Regions from separate parts of the Anser cygnoides genome. Here region 1 is linked to region 2. Evidence: chromatin contacts called from public Hi-C data. All regions are on one chromosome and are shown on one strand. Each heading gives the region's core, a stretch centred on a gene start, on an enhancer-like site or on the middle of the called end of the contact. The rest is flanking DNA. Distances are from core to core; before and after follow the strand shown. Region 1 has its middle 22 kb from the start of C1QTNF7. Region 2 holds the start of CPEB2 (cytoplasmic polyadenylation element binding protein 2).

The links. A called contact is a pair of places that touch in the nucleus more often than the background predicts.
Region 1: a contact with region 2 is called in a Hi-C map of liver, with 12 times the contacts expected there. The contact joins the enhancer-like site here to the promoter of CPEB2 in region 2. A contact is called at or near these places in 4 of 7 Hi-C or Micro-C datasets (granulosa cells and liver).

What each region holds. Positions count from the first base shown.
Region 1 is chr4:15,654,123-15,661,085 of Taihu_goose_T2T_genome, reverse strand. No RefSeq gene overlaps it. Among named protein-coding and RNA genes, the nearest start is that of C1QTNF7, 22 kb to the left of the region's middle. Within about 2 kb of position 4,110, at least 2 of the 3 cell types and tissues checked have open chromatin away from gene starts, as enhancers often do. A contact at or near this core is called in liver, where this site is marked.
Region 2 is chr4:15,578,914-15,584,907 of Taihu_goose_T2T_genome, reverse strand. CPEB2 (cytoplasmic polyadenylation element binding protein 2) reads right to left here and starts at 1,423. Exons shown (of 10, transcript XM_048046023.2): 1 at 1-1,423. The coding sequence starts at 890.

The sequences.
Region 1 (6,963 bases), core at 2,861-5,360, 73 kb before region 2:
GCTGGATGTGCTCCACTGCTGGGGCTGGACAGGGCCTCTTGCTGCAAGAGGCAGAGGCTGACCTGCTGGGGTTCCCGAGGGACGACACTGTCCCCTGGGGGTGTGGGGATGTGGCCCAACCTGCCACAGCAGACCGAAGGGAACTCGATTTTCTCCATGAGGGAGTTTTCCCGAGATGGAGATCTCAGTTCGGTTTTATAACCAGGCAGACATCAATAACCTGCATCTCACTACAGAAAGGATTTTTTTTCTCTTTTAGAATGCTCTCTATATTTTTATCCAAGGGCTAAAGTAGACAGAAGGGAAACACTGAAAACAGGAAGAGAGAGAGAAGGCAATTCTGGAAAAATGCTCTCAGAGATTTCCCCAAGCACAAATCCACTTTTCTTCTGTCCTTCTGCTTTCACACCCGGTCACCTGACTCCGTCTCTCTTTGCTGTATTTCACCAGAAATAAAAGCTGTCACAGTATTTCCCCTCCCAGTGCCACTGGTTACGGGGTCTCAGATCTCGGCAGGTGGATGAAACGCCGGCTCTGTTAGATGCACACGAAAACCAAAGGTGTAAAATAGCACAGCGTCGTGCCGACACCGGAGCGGTGTCCTTCCAAAAGGTCACTTTCCAGAAGGAGCGAGCGGTCCCGGTACTGCCATGTTGAAAACTGCACAGTGATCAGTTTTGGGGAGCCAGCAAAGCTGCCTGCGAGCTGCCTTCGTGGGAAAGAGGATGGGTAAAAAGCTCCTGCTCCGAAAACTGTGTCAGATCAGCTTGGCTGAACTGCGTTTGCAAGTGTTGATATCCTTTACTCTAATCCCTGTCTTGGGGGCAAAGTCAAATCTTTCCTCCCTGGCTTTGATCTCAGCTCCTCTCACTGCGTTTCCAGAGCTGGGAAATGGGAGCAAAGGTAGGGAGGGATGCTGACTCGGGGAGCCGGGGTAATCTCTGTTTTCTTCTGGGCTTGTGCCCTGCAGTGCTGCACCACTTTCCTGCTTGCATTGGTTTCTGCATCAATTAATTAAATGCTTTTATGCAAGAAACGCAATGGGGAAAATAGTGATTTATTTTGATCAGTATGAAGACGCAGGACCTTTCTTTTGCTGGAAATGGTGTCAATCTACCAGTAACACAATGCAATTTACCCACCTTGGCTCATTCCATTTTCTCTTTTAAAATTTCCTCAGGCTCTGATTTCACTTGAGGATTTTTCTAAACAACAAATCATATATAAAGGCTAAAAACTTGACAGTAAAAGATGAAATACTAACTGACAGGTCTGTAATTCTGGCCAAAACATCATTGCAGCCGCAGTAGTCACAGAAGGAGCTATGGACAAGGTGCCATAAACCTCTACGGCCAACACTGGAATCGACCCTGCTCCCACTGGAGTCCAGGGGAATTTTGCCCTTTGTTTCAGCAAAGGATCCCAGGCAGCCCGAATCTCTTCTTTTTGCATGTGATGCATTTCTGAAATATGAACAGTCCCCTTTCCTAACCACAGCATTTGAATCTGTGGTTCTACAGTTACTGAACAGACAAAAAATGATGTATGGGCAGCTGGCGGGGCAGGGAGGAACAGGGCTGTTTCTCTGTCCACCAGGAGATGGCAGTGAGTATGCTATGTTTTTTCCTCTATTTCACTTGTACATAGTCCCTGAAAAATAACGGGTCCTTTGAGGACAACTGAGCTATAATGCTTTCATTTCTGTTTAATTTTCCTTTTCCATCACTCATATTTATATCCTCCCCACAACTCCTTCTTCTGCATAATGCCTCCTTCACCCAACAGCTACCATTTACCTTCTCGATGCGCTTGGCTAACCCCTATAGATCGGCATAAAACGGCGTCACAGAAGCTGAACAGTAACATTTGGGGAAGGGAAAGCAGTGCATGTGACTCGTGTGGAAGCTGGCAGCCGCTGGTGCAGGCTGCTGCGTGGGGACGAGGGCGCAGGCTCGAGCCAGGTGATTTTCTGCCCATTCCTTCTTCAAAGAGAAATATGCCCTAGTTGCAAAATCGAGCTGACATTTAGTGTCTAGATTTCATCCTTGACGTTCTCTGCTGGCCAGAAGACGTCAGGAGACACATTTCCTTGTCTATATGAACCTCATGTGCCTTTGGGCCATATTAACTCATCGTGCTGCAAAGCTCCTCTGAAGGACTCTGACATTTTCTGCCGTAATGCCTTCCATCAGTGGGCTTCCCAAAAGGGTACATTAACATATGAAGCCCCATAGATTTTGGGAGGGCAGAGGAAGACAATTGCTCAGAAAGGGACAGTTTACCAGACTGTGATTGCTGGCTGTGAAGTCTGCTAGCAACATTCAAGGAGCAAAGTCCTTATTTCTCCCTTCCCTCACCATTTTCCAGTGGACCCTGAGGAGTGTGGTGCCTTTGGCACTTGGAAGTGACAGGTGCAGATGGGGCTGTTCCATGAATTGCAAATATCCAGAGGTTCAAATGCCACAGCTGAAAAGGTTTGCTTTTCTGTTTTTTATTTATTTATTTATTTATTTATTTTTTATTTATTTATTTATTTTTGGTAGTGCCATAAATAAAGTGTCTTTATGTCCCCATTTCACATCATGCACTGAGAACTTTCTCAGGGACACCTGAAATGCCCCAGTTTTTCATTGCTCCTATCAAAACATTTTTCTAAATAATTACAGAGCGTTAAAAATGGATTGCTGTACCCAGGGGAATTTGCTCTTTGTTTGCCAGGAACAAATAGGCCAAGAGAATGAGTGTTCAGCATCACGAGTGGTGTTTGAAGGAAAGAGCAAAGTCAAAAGCATGTCGGCACCACCAGAGATGCTCTGTTTTCAAAGTGAATTTTTATTACACATTGTCAAGGTTGCATGAGAAATTCCCACATGTAATGCTCCTTGGCTAGGAGCAAGGAGTAATCTCCTCCTGTGGGAGTGATGCACGTGATGTTGTTGACCCAGAGGAATTTTTATATATATATATATAGATTTTTTTTTTTTTGAAGTGACCTCTTCATAACTATTTCTTTGCTTCTTAAGATGTTGCTTCCAAACTGGCACTGGGTTTTGATTACAGCTGTCACCTTCATAGTGGTTTGCACTTCATTAGCATTACCGTGCCTCCTCTTGAGAATCCCCAGGCCCTGAGCAAACACAAACCTAGAAATGCTAAAAGCATCCTGCTGCCATCAGTACCTCTGCAAATTGCTTTTCACTTTTAGAGCATCCTTTCTGAGTTATGAGTGCCTGAAAAATCTATTACTGTAGCAGTGATGCTGGGTGGCAATAAGAGGGGAAGTAGGCTCAGCACGTCTGGTTTTCCTTAGAAGTTGGCCTAAAACCTCTTGCACCCCACCCCCAGCTACTCTCCTTTCACCCCCAGGAGAGGTCCAGGATGCACTGATTCCCTTCATGGCTGGCGGGCCAGTGCACATCCCATGGGGGATGCCATCCTGCAGCCCTCCACCCATACTTGTACTTCTTTTATTAATTCCTTCTGGGTGCCTGAATTCATGTTAAGGGGCTTCTGACACCTCCTTGCACGCATTAATCAATAGGTAGCATGTATGTGTACACATACTGGGGCTCCAGGGACAAGTGCTTTTTACTGTTTCCATCCCTCTCTCCCTGTTAATCTCTCTGGTTGTTTGTTCCTTCCACTTGCTGTGTCTTGCCTTAAATTAAACCATAAGCCCTTCATCACAGGAGATGCCTTTTATTGTGGGTTGTTGGGAGGGGTTTTGCAGAGAATCCAGAGCGTCAGGCAGGGCTCTCCAGGCACCACTGAAATAATAATGAAGTAGTTTCACCAAGGTGGGACCAGAGAGGACTGTCGGCTAGGTTGGAATTCTTCTTGTCCCTGAAAATTGCCTAGGTAATAAGATAGCTGCTTTAAAATTGCTTGGGGTATCCCACAGGATTCTGTTTTGACTCTGATTTCCATTTCCAGCACATGTTCTGCCATTTGGCCAGCACGATCCACCCGTGCGAGCTAATTTAAGGTTGCTAAACAGATGACACAGAACATACATCTTTTATATTTGATCTCTGCACTGGTAAGTTCTCTGACTGATGGTTAATCTTAACTTATAATAGGATTTGCCCACACTCTCCCAAGAGCGGGATATTGGTCTGCAACAAAACGGCAGCCTTGGGTGGAAGCGCACCGGGGGAAATGTAGCACAGTTAATTCGTGTGCTTTGGCTTCTTGTCCTCTGGAATGATACTGGGCTTTCTAGCTAACATGGGTTTAATGTTGGTGTTAATTGCACATGTTGGAAGGTTTGACCAAGTTTGTAATAGTGCAATACCATGCTACTGTGAATTTGAGCACTGTTGCCATTTTCTTGTGCAGGTCAGCAAGTAACTCCTGATCTGTTAGACACGAGCCAGACAGTAGCAGCCGGACAGTGAGGTGTGTGTCCCTTCCCACCTCTCCTCCCTATCTGAAATCCTCCCTATTTTGGTCAAAGGGTAGGGTGCCAGGGGTGGTCAGGTTTAGGTACTAACTTGTTGTCGTGGCAGTTCTCTGGGGTTGAACGCCTGTTGTACATTAACTAACCTGTACTAGGGAAGAAAGGTCACATATGCAACGTCAAAAAACACACAATCCACACACACAAAACCACCAAGTCATCTGGGCTACGTGTTTGAGACCTGGGCTGACCCACTTTTCTATTGAACTGTATTTCTGTACCAGACAGGGTTGCCCCACAGGGAGAAAATCTTTGTACAAATGACCATAGAATCAGAACATCCCGAGTTGGAAGGGACCCACAAGGATCATCGAGTCCGACTCCTGGCTATACACAGGACCACCCAAAAATCAGACCATGTGTCTGAGAGCGTTATCCAAACTTTTCTTGAGCTCTGGCAGGCTTGGTGCCTTGACCACTGCCCTGGGGAGCCTGTCCCAGTGCCCGACCACCCTCTGGGTGCAGAACCTTTCCCTAACCCCCAGCCTGACCCTCCCCTGTCCCAGCTCCATGCCGTTCCCTCGGGTCCTGTCGCTGTCCCCAGAGAGCAGAGCTCAGCGCCTGCCCCTCCGCTCCCCTCGTGAGGGAGCTGCAGGCCGCCATGAGGCCTCCCCTCAGCCTGCTCTCTCTGGGCCTCTGGCAAGGGACCTCAGTCCTTTCCTCATATGTCTTCCCCTCCAGACCCTTCACCATCTTTGTAGTTCTCCTTTGGACACTCTCTAATAGTTTTATGTCCTTCTTATGTTGTGGTGCCGAAAACCGCACACAGTAAAGATGTCATTGTAGCCCATGCGGGATATTTATTAGCGAGGACCACTTCACAGGGCCTGGATCCCACTGTCATCTGGTCCTTTGCGAATATACTGTCAAGGCAGTTAATCGCAGATTTAGTGTTGTGCCTTTTTTGTTTGGTTTGGTTTAGTGTGACATTCAGGATTCCTTTACAGGCAACTGTGCAGAGCAGGGAAATCTATGTGAAATGCTTCCTACTGGAGTCACCATCTGGCCAATATTCATCTTGTTTAGTGAAATACCAAGATATCCATAGAACGCAGGTGTTAATGCAGATCATAAGGCACAAGTGACCGCAGTAATAAACCAACATGCAATGAAATGTAATTAACGCACCTGGTGCTTGGGTTTGAAAAGAATTTCAGTGCCTTTTTATTTTCCCTGCACACTGATGTGCATTTTAATAGTTGGAACTTCAATCATCACTTCCAACCAACCCTTTAATCATATTAATTCCCTTAAAAAGTGAACTATAATGTTTGCTAGTAAATAGTATTTCATAATTTAAGCAGGAGAGGGGAAAAAGTGGAAGCACACATGAAACCGTATGCTGCTTAGTTGCATTTTTGTGGCATGAAAAAGACTATTGTCCTGTTTCTGCTGATCTGGTTCTACCACTGGCAAAGGTTTGTTTTCAGTCGTGTAATCCTTGCTGGTAGGATCCAAGTGCTTTCGAACCAGCTGGAACAAGTGAAAAGATACGAGGCAAAAAATAAATGATTAAGCTTTCTATCACTGGATTTCACAGTGTGTTTTTCATCTCACCTCTGACCTGCACAAGTCAGGAATGCATATTTGTAAGGTTAATACCCCCAGGATGACATTAGTTCCAAGCAGACCCCAAAGAAACCCACATGGAAACATACTGGTAGATTCTTTTTGTGTGTTTACGGGTTCCAGAGAATCACATTTTCTTTTCAGATGTCCATTTACAGCGAGATCTCACCCGATCTCGTTAGTCAGCTGACAAATCACAAGCAGACAGGGCATGTGTGGGGGAAAGGGAGAGGTCACCAAGTCAAAGCCAAGGGTCACGGGTAATTTTTATGTTTGGATGGGTATTTCTCCAGGGTGGTCTTAAGGGTGTGAGGACCATAAATCTACACGGGCAGACTTGCAGGGACAGTCCTGTCAAGTGACTCCCAACCATGTGCTAACTATTTAATAGGGATTCAGAGAGCGGTTAGCTCCCTAGAGAGATGTCTGCTACTGACACTGCTATTGCTCAATCCCTTTCCCCCACCTCGATGCGGGTGCAGATTACAACGTGCTTTGCCACTAGCAGTTGGTGCTAAGCCACTGTAAATGAGCTGCTGACAAACCAGGGCCATGGGCAGCAGCCTCTTGGTGGCACCAGGCGAGGGCCAACCACTGCTGGCCAGGCACGGAGGGTCTACTTGACCACCCGAGCACCTTTGTGGATGCTGGCTATGTTTTTCTCCTTCGGCAGCTGAGCATCCCTGTAAAGCAGACTTTGCCTCCCTGTCATCAAGGACTGGATGCTGAGGGTCACTGCTGAGTGACAAAATGCACCAAAGCTCTGAGGCTGCATCAGGGACCTCTGCAGTGTCCCTGTCTTCCATCAGACAAAGGAAACCAGGAGAAATGTGGTCCTTACTGGTGCACGCTACTGCTTTTTATTCTGTTCAGACACAGAAAAAGAAATTAAGAAGCACTTGCTGACCCCAGCTTCTCTTTGCAATGTTGCTGTC
Region 2 (5,994 bases), core at 174-2,673:
GACTCCATGGGGGGCGGCTTGGCTTTCGCCTGCAGGCGAGGAGGAGACGGCGGCGGCGGCGGATTCAGGCAGGAGGAGGCGGCGGCCACCCCCACATTGGGGTCGGCGGCCACCGGTGCCGGCGGGCAGGAAGGGGCGAGCCGCTCGGAGCCCGCCCGGTGCTCGGCGGGGCTGAGGGGCCGGTGGCGCGGGTAGTCCCCGGGCGGCGGCGGCGGCGGCTCCGGGGGGTGACCGCCGAGGAGCTGGAGCTGCTGCTGCTGCTGTTGCCTGTGCTCCTGCTGCTGGTACTTGTCAGTGGGGTGGCTGAACTGCTGCTGCTGCTGCGGGGGGTGGTGATGATAGTCTGGGGGGTGGTGGTTATTCAGGGGGTGGCTGCTGCCGAGCTGGGCTGGGCTGCTGAGCGGCGGCGGCGGCGGCTGCTGCTTAAACTCTTTCCTCTTCTGGCTCAGCTGAGGAGGCGGCGGCTGCTGCTGCGGTTGCTGCTTGTTTAAATCCTGGTGGGGGCTGAGACTGGGTTTAAAGTCAGAGGAGGGGTGGCCGGGAGGGGGGTGTCCTGATGCGGGGCCGCTGCCCAGCCTCTCGCCGCCCGGCTGCTGCTGCCGCTGCTGCTGTGTCACCCCCAGGAGCAGCTCATCCTGCATGGCGCGGGGATGCGCAGCGGCGGCCGCCGACGGGAACGGCGAGGGCGGCGGCACACCGGACACGCCGCCGCTGGAGGAACCGGTTGCGGTGGGTGAGAAGGGGCAGGAGGAGGAGGAAGAAGAGGAGGAGGAACGAGAGGCGGCTGCCGGGGAGGGGAAGGACCCCGCGTAGCCAGCGCCTCCTACACCCCACGGCGGGCTGGGGCTGCGGCTGGGGGCCGCTGCCGGCGGCAGGCTGCGGTCCCCCATGGGCCGACGGGGGCTGCCCCGGCACCGCGGGGCGAGGACACCCCGCCCGGCTGGAGACAAAGATAATTAATTAATTCACCTGGGGGGGGCCGGGGGGGGGGGTGGCGAGCACTACTGTAGACCACTACGTAAGCCTAAAAATACCCGCTCCCTACAATAAAACCCTTGCCCTAACCTCCGCTGTACTGTTTTTTAAAAAATTGACCGTTTCTACAATAAATAACCCTATTTTATCGTTTTTTTTTCCTCCCCCCCCTCCTGCTTTTCATTTGTTGACCCCCGTCAGGGCAGCCCTTCCCCTCCCAGCCGCGCCCGCCCGCTGGATCATCCCCGAGAGCCCTTGGCAGGTCGCTTCCCCCGGGGCAGGCCACCCCCCCCTTCCCCTTCTTCTTCCTCCTCCTCCTCCCGCTACACAACAGTTCCGGGGCCGGGCACCGACCGCCGGGCTCCGAGCACCGCGCGGGGCGGACAGGAGGCCGGCCGTCCCGCCGCCTCCTTGCCGAAGCGGGGCCCCGCTCCGCTCCCCCCTCCGCCGCCGCCTCCCCCGCCCCCAATACCGGCTGCCGGCCGGCCGCAACCCCCTTAAGAACGCCGGAACATTCGTCATAGTTACGTCACAGCGCGCCCCGCCCCGCCCGCCCGACCTCGGTAATGAGCCGGCTGGTGGCCACGCCTCCCTCATGAATAATGCATGAAGCCGGCAGCCCCGCCCAATCCCGCGGGCCGGGGGGGGGGCTCGCGCCGCCCAACGACGCGAGGCGCCGGCGGGCGGGGTGGGCGCTACCATTATTATAGAGGGGGGATACAAAGGGGGGTTGTGTGGTGGTTCGTTCCGCCGCCTGCCAGCCTCATTTGCATTGACGCAGGCGTGGGGAGGGGGCGGGGCGCGGCGGCACGAGCCGAGGGGCTGGCGAGGACCGGCCGTTATGGCGGCGGGGGGAGCCCAAAGGAGGGGACAGGGGATACAAATAAACGTTGGGGACGTGTCGTGGCTGGGCCTTTTGGGCTCTTCTCCAGGAATCTGTTAGTGGCCGCCGTCAGAAACTGCGTGGCTGCTTTCCGTTGGGCCAGTGGACCCTTGGCCATTGGAAACATCCCTTATTTTTTAAATTGGTGTGGGCTTGTTCTATGTGAATAAAATGCAGATTAAATACTGTGTGTGTGCTCATCTCTGACGTGAACGTGGGTCTGTGTGGGGGTGTATATTTGGGTATCCATGCCACCTTGCAGGGTTACCACACACAGACAATCGCAGCGCAGAAGACTAGCTGATAAATATTTTCCTTCGCTGTATTTCCCCTTAATGCTCCACCATTATTCATTACGTTGGCATCCAGTCTAACTCTGCAGCTGTCTTCCATGTAACTAAACGTAGGGTGCAGACCGAGGCCCTGCCGATGATGGCATGCTAAGGAAATGTTGCTGGCCGAGTACTGGTTGTGCTCTGAATAGCGAGTTGCTTCATGGCCCGGTCCTCACAAACATGGCTCTGGGGAGCTGTAGAACTGGTAGGATCCAGCTTCCCTCTGCCTCTGTGTCATGCGCCTGATGTTCGGTTATGTGCAAGCCTGAACAGAAGCTGTCCTCTACCTGGGGCGTTTGCTGGCATCTGACCAGGGTGGAAGTAGTGCTGTGCTGTTCTCTCCCGCAGCCAGCTGCCTATTGCTAGAAAGTGCATAGGAACTCGTTTATCTATTGTTTTTGTCCCCTCACCTTTAAATTGAGCCCAAATTCTAGAATATCTTCATTCAGAATAGTTATTGAGGTGTCCATGAGCTTTTAACTCATAGAATCATTAAGGCTGGAAGAGACCTTCAAGATCACCTGGTCCAACCTTCCCCCTACCACCAATGTCACCCACTAGACCTTGTCCCTAAGCACCAGATCCAACCTCTCCTTGAACACCCCCAGGGACGGTGACACCACCACCTCCCTGGGCAACCCATTCCAATGCCTGACTGCTCTTTCTGAGAAGAAATGTCTCCTCATTTCCAACCTAAACCTCTGCTGGTGGACAAGAACACTCATACCTTCTATGACACCCTATGTCTACCATGGTAGCTATCTACTCCGATCATGCACGTTTATTAAAACAAGTTTCATGGGGGGAATCTCATCACTTCTTAACCATGTATAAAGTAAGCATCCACTCTGAATTAGTTGGCTCATCTGCAAACAAAAGACAGGTGCTACCAAAGCATGATTCATCTTACTCTAATGCAGGTACCTTTAGAGAGAGAAACCTGATCTCTCTCTGCTGATTTTGAGGAAAAATTTTGAGGCTGTATCTTACCCAGGAGTTTGGAGGTGCTCCTTGGTTGTGTGGCTTCTTAACCTTGCTACAAACAAGAGTGGCTGTGCTGAGTCAAACCAAGCGTCCTTGGGACTCCTGTCCCTTCTGCCTCAGGTACAGGATCCCCGCAGCCCTTCGTTCTTGGTGTATGCCAGGGCCAGAGATTCAAGCCTCTCCTCCACTAGATCAACTCTCTTCAAGAAGTGATGGGCCCTGTCCTTGGTTTTCCAAGGGCTTTGTCCTTTGTTTTCCCTCTCCACTTCCCTATTTTTGACCATTTGCCATTCACACCCTGTTGCTTTCATTTTTTTTTGTCCCTTATAATCACTCGATTCCTTCTTTCTTTCTTATTTTTTAGCTGCCTCTTTGCAGGGAAGGTTTGAGATCATTTTTGGATTGGGCTAGTAGGAAAGGAATAAAGCGTGTGAAAGCAGAAGCCTAAATTAATATGTAAGAACAGGCTAAATGTGTAAACCTTCCTTCAGTTACCTCAACTGTTTGCTACTCAGGGTTTTGCGAGACATGCTTTTCCAGAGCTTAGTGGATGCTGGGACGCTCGGACACCGTGTTCCCCGATTGTCACTGGAAAGCGACCCTGTACCTGGGCCCGAAGAGCAGAGCTCCTGACTTGAATGATCTGGGGATGCTAGAGAGGAGCCACTTATCTCAGATGAGGAGCTTTGAGTAGACAGCAGACGTCGGGAGCAGCGAGTGCCAAGCCGTGTGCGACAGCACTGTACGTACCATGTAAATTGGAAAAAACAGGTGTTGCGAAACAAGCTGTCAGGTCGGTAAAACCCAATATACCTAAGTTATGCTTCTTGCAGCCGTTAATCAACCTGCTCCTGTGTACTCATTGTAACAAACGTGCCGGGCATTGACTTCACCTGGGAGGCCTGTGGCAGGGCTGGGGCTGACAGCCCTCCTGGGTTTGTCAGTGCCGTACAGACAATGACCATCTGATTTTGTCTTGCTGCGTTCTGCATCATCCCCTGTGCGTGAAATTTTGTGTGCCAAACGGAACGAGCAACACAACACAAAGCGTAAAGAAAAAGCTGATAAACTGCTAGGGTTCCAAAACACCTCTTCTGGCTGGAATTTAGGTGACGTGAAAGGCATCATCAAGGCAGTACTTCTGAATTTTACCCCTGAGTGGTTATCGCCTCCTCTAGAAATTACCATGCACGGCTTAAGTTCCTGCCTTTTCATAAAACCAGTAGAATAACACCTGCTATTGGCCAGTGTTAGAGGCAGGGTATTATTATGCAAGACAGAATTTTGGCTCACCGTTCTGTTTTTTCTGCTTGAACAAAAAAAAAAAACGCTCCAAACTTTTAGCAGTTTTAAATGCTGAAAGGGATTGTGCTGACATGCTGCCTTCTTTTGAGCAGTCTGTGGGTTTAGCTTCTTTTAAAAATGTAAGTAAGTTCTTGGGGGTAGAATCCATACCTTTTTCTAATCAGACACCACTAAGCACGTTACAATTTTGGGGAATATATGATCAATCATGAAACAGACAAAAATTTTAACTGTGGTATGTAGACTTCCTTGTAAATGCACAGTTATTTCAGTGTTTCCTCTTTTTGTAAATTAACACAAACACCAGAATATCAGGAGCCTAACATGTAAAAAAAATAATATAACTGTGCTGCCAGGAGCTGCTGTTTCCCTTCCATTAGTTATTTGGAAGATCCCAGTGGCTGTGATTTTGAATATGGACTGCAAATAACATGTTAACGTGAAAATTATCTTTGCTCTCATTCCAGTACTAAAAGCTGCTTTTCTGCTTTGTGTGTGTGTGTGCGTGTGTGTGTGTTATAGTCAAATTAAACATAGCTACAGGTAGTTCATACCAACTTCAAAAGACCTTTTTGTTGTGGAGTGGCTCAGCACAGAGAATCCTAGGCTGCTTGTCATGCAACAAGCTCTTCTTTCCAGAGCCCACAACATTTACAGGCTTTTCACCACTTACAGTGATTTACTGCTGTTTGACCCTTCTTCCAAGGCTCTGCAGCTACAAGAACATCCCCCCTCTTTTTTTTTTTTTTTACATATCGATTGTTGTTTTTTTCTTTTTTCTCTTTACTATTTTACCTCTTCTTCTCCCTTTCTCCATCTTCTCTGTTTTATTCCTGGGCTCCTTTCCCCAAGCTGTGTGTTTAGGTAGCTCTGTCTGTCCTGGGTTCTCAAGGGCTCTCTGCTAGCAGGTCTGTCTCCCTCTCACCTCTGAGCAGGGAAGCACGGTCTGCTGTCCTGTTTAAGCTTTGAAATGGGCCTGCGTGTGCACTCCAGGAACAGCACATTGTTCTAACTGGTAACGAAAATACGTGACTAACGTACTCCTGATAGAGCTGCTTCCTCTTAACCTTAAAGCTGATTTTTGTTAATGACTTCTTCCTCCCATGGAAGCGTGGAAAGCAGTCTGGGAGTGCAGGTTGTTCATACAGAAAAACAGATGACGGGGTTTGACATTTCACAGCAAAAAGATGTATAAAGACTTATATCAATGGGTTTTGTTTACTGTTTTTTCTGCTCTTGATTTTTTTAAACTCTGAAAATAATAGTTATGCATTCTTACTAAGGAGGTGGGCAAGTGTTTTCCAGCAATGAGCAGTCTGTTGAGTCACAGTAGCTTACATTTTTTCCAATGCTTTTTTTTTCTTTAAAAGAAAAAAAATATTAATCATCCACATATAACAAATATGGGAAAGAAACTGTTGTTTGTTCACTGTATATCAGAATGAAATTAAAGTAGAGAGAAAATATAACAGTCAAGGAAATATAGCAGTCAAATATAAATATGTCAAGGTT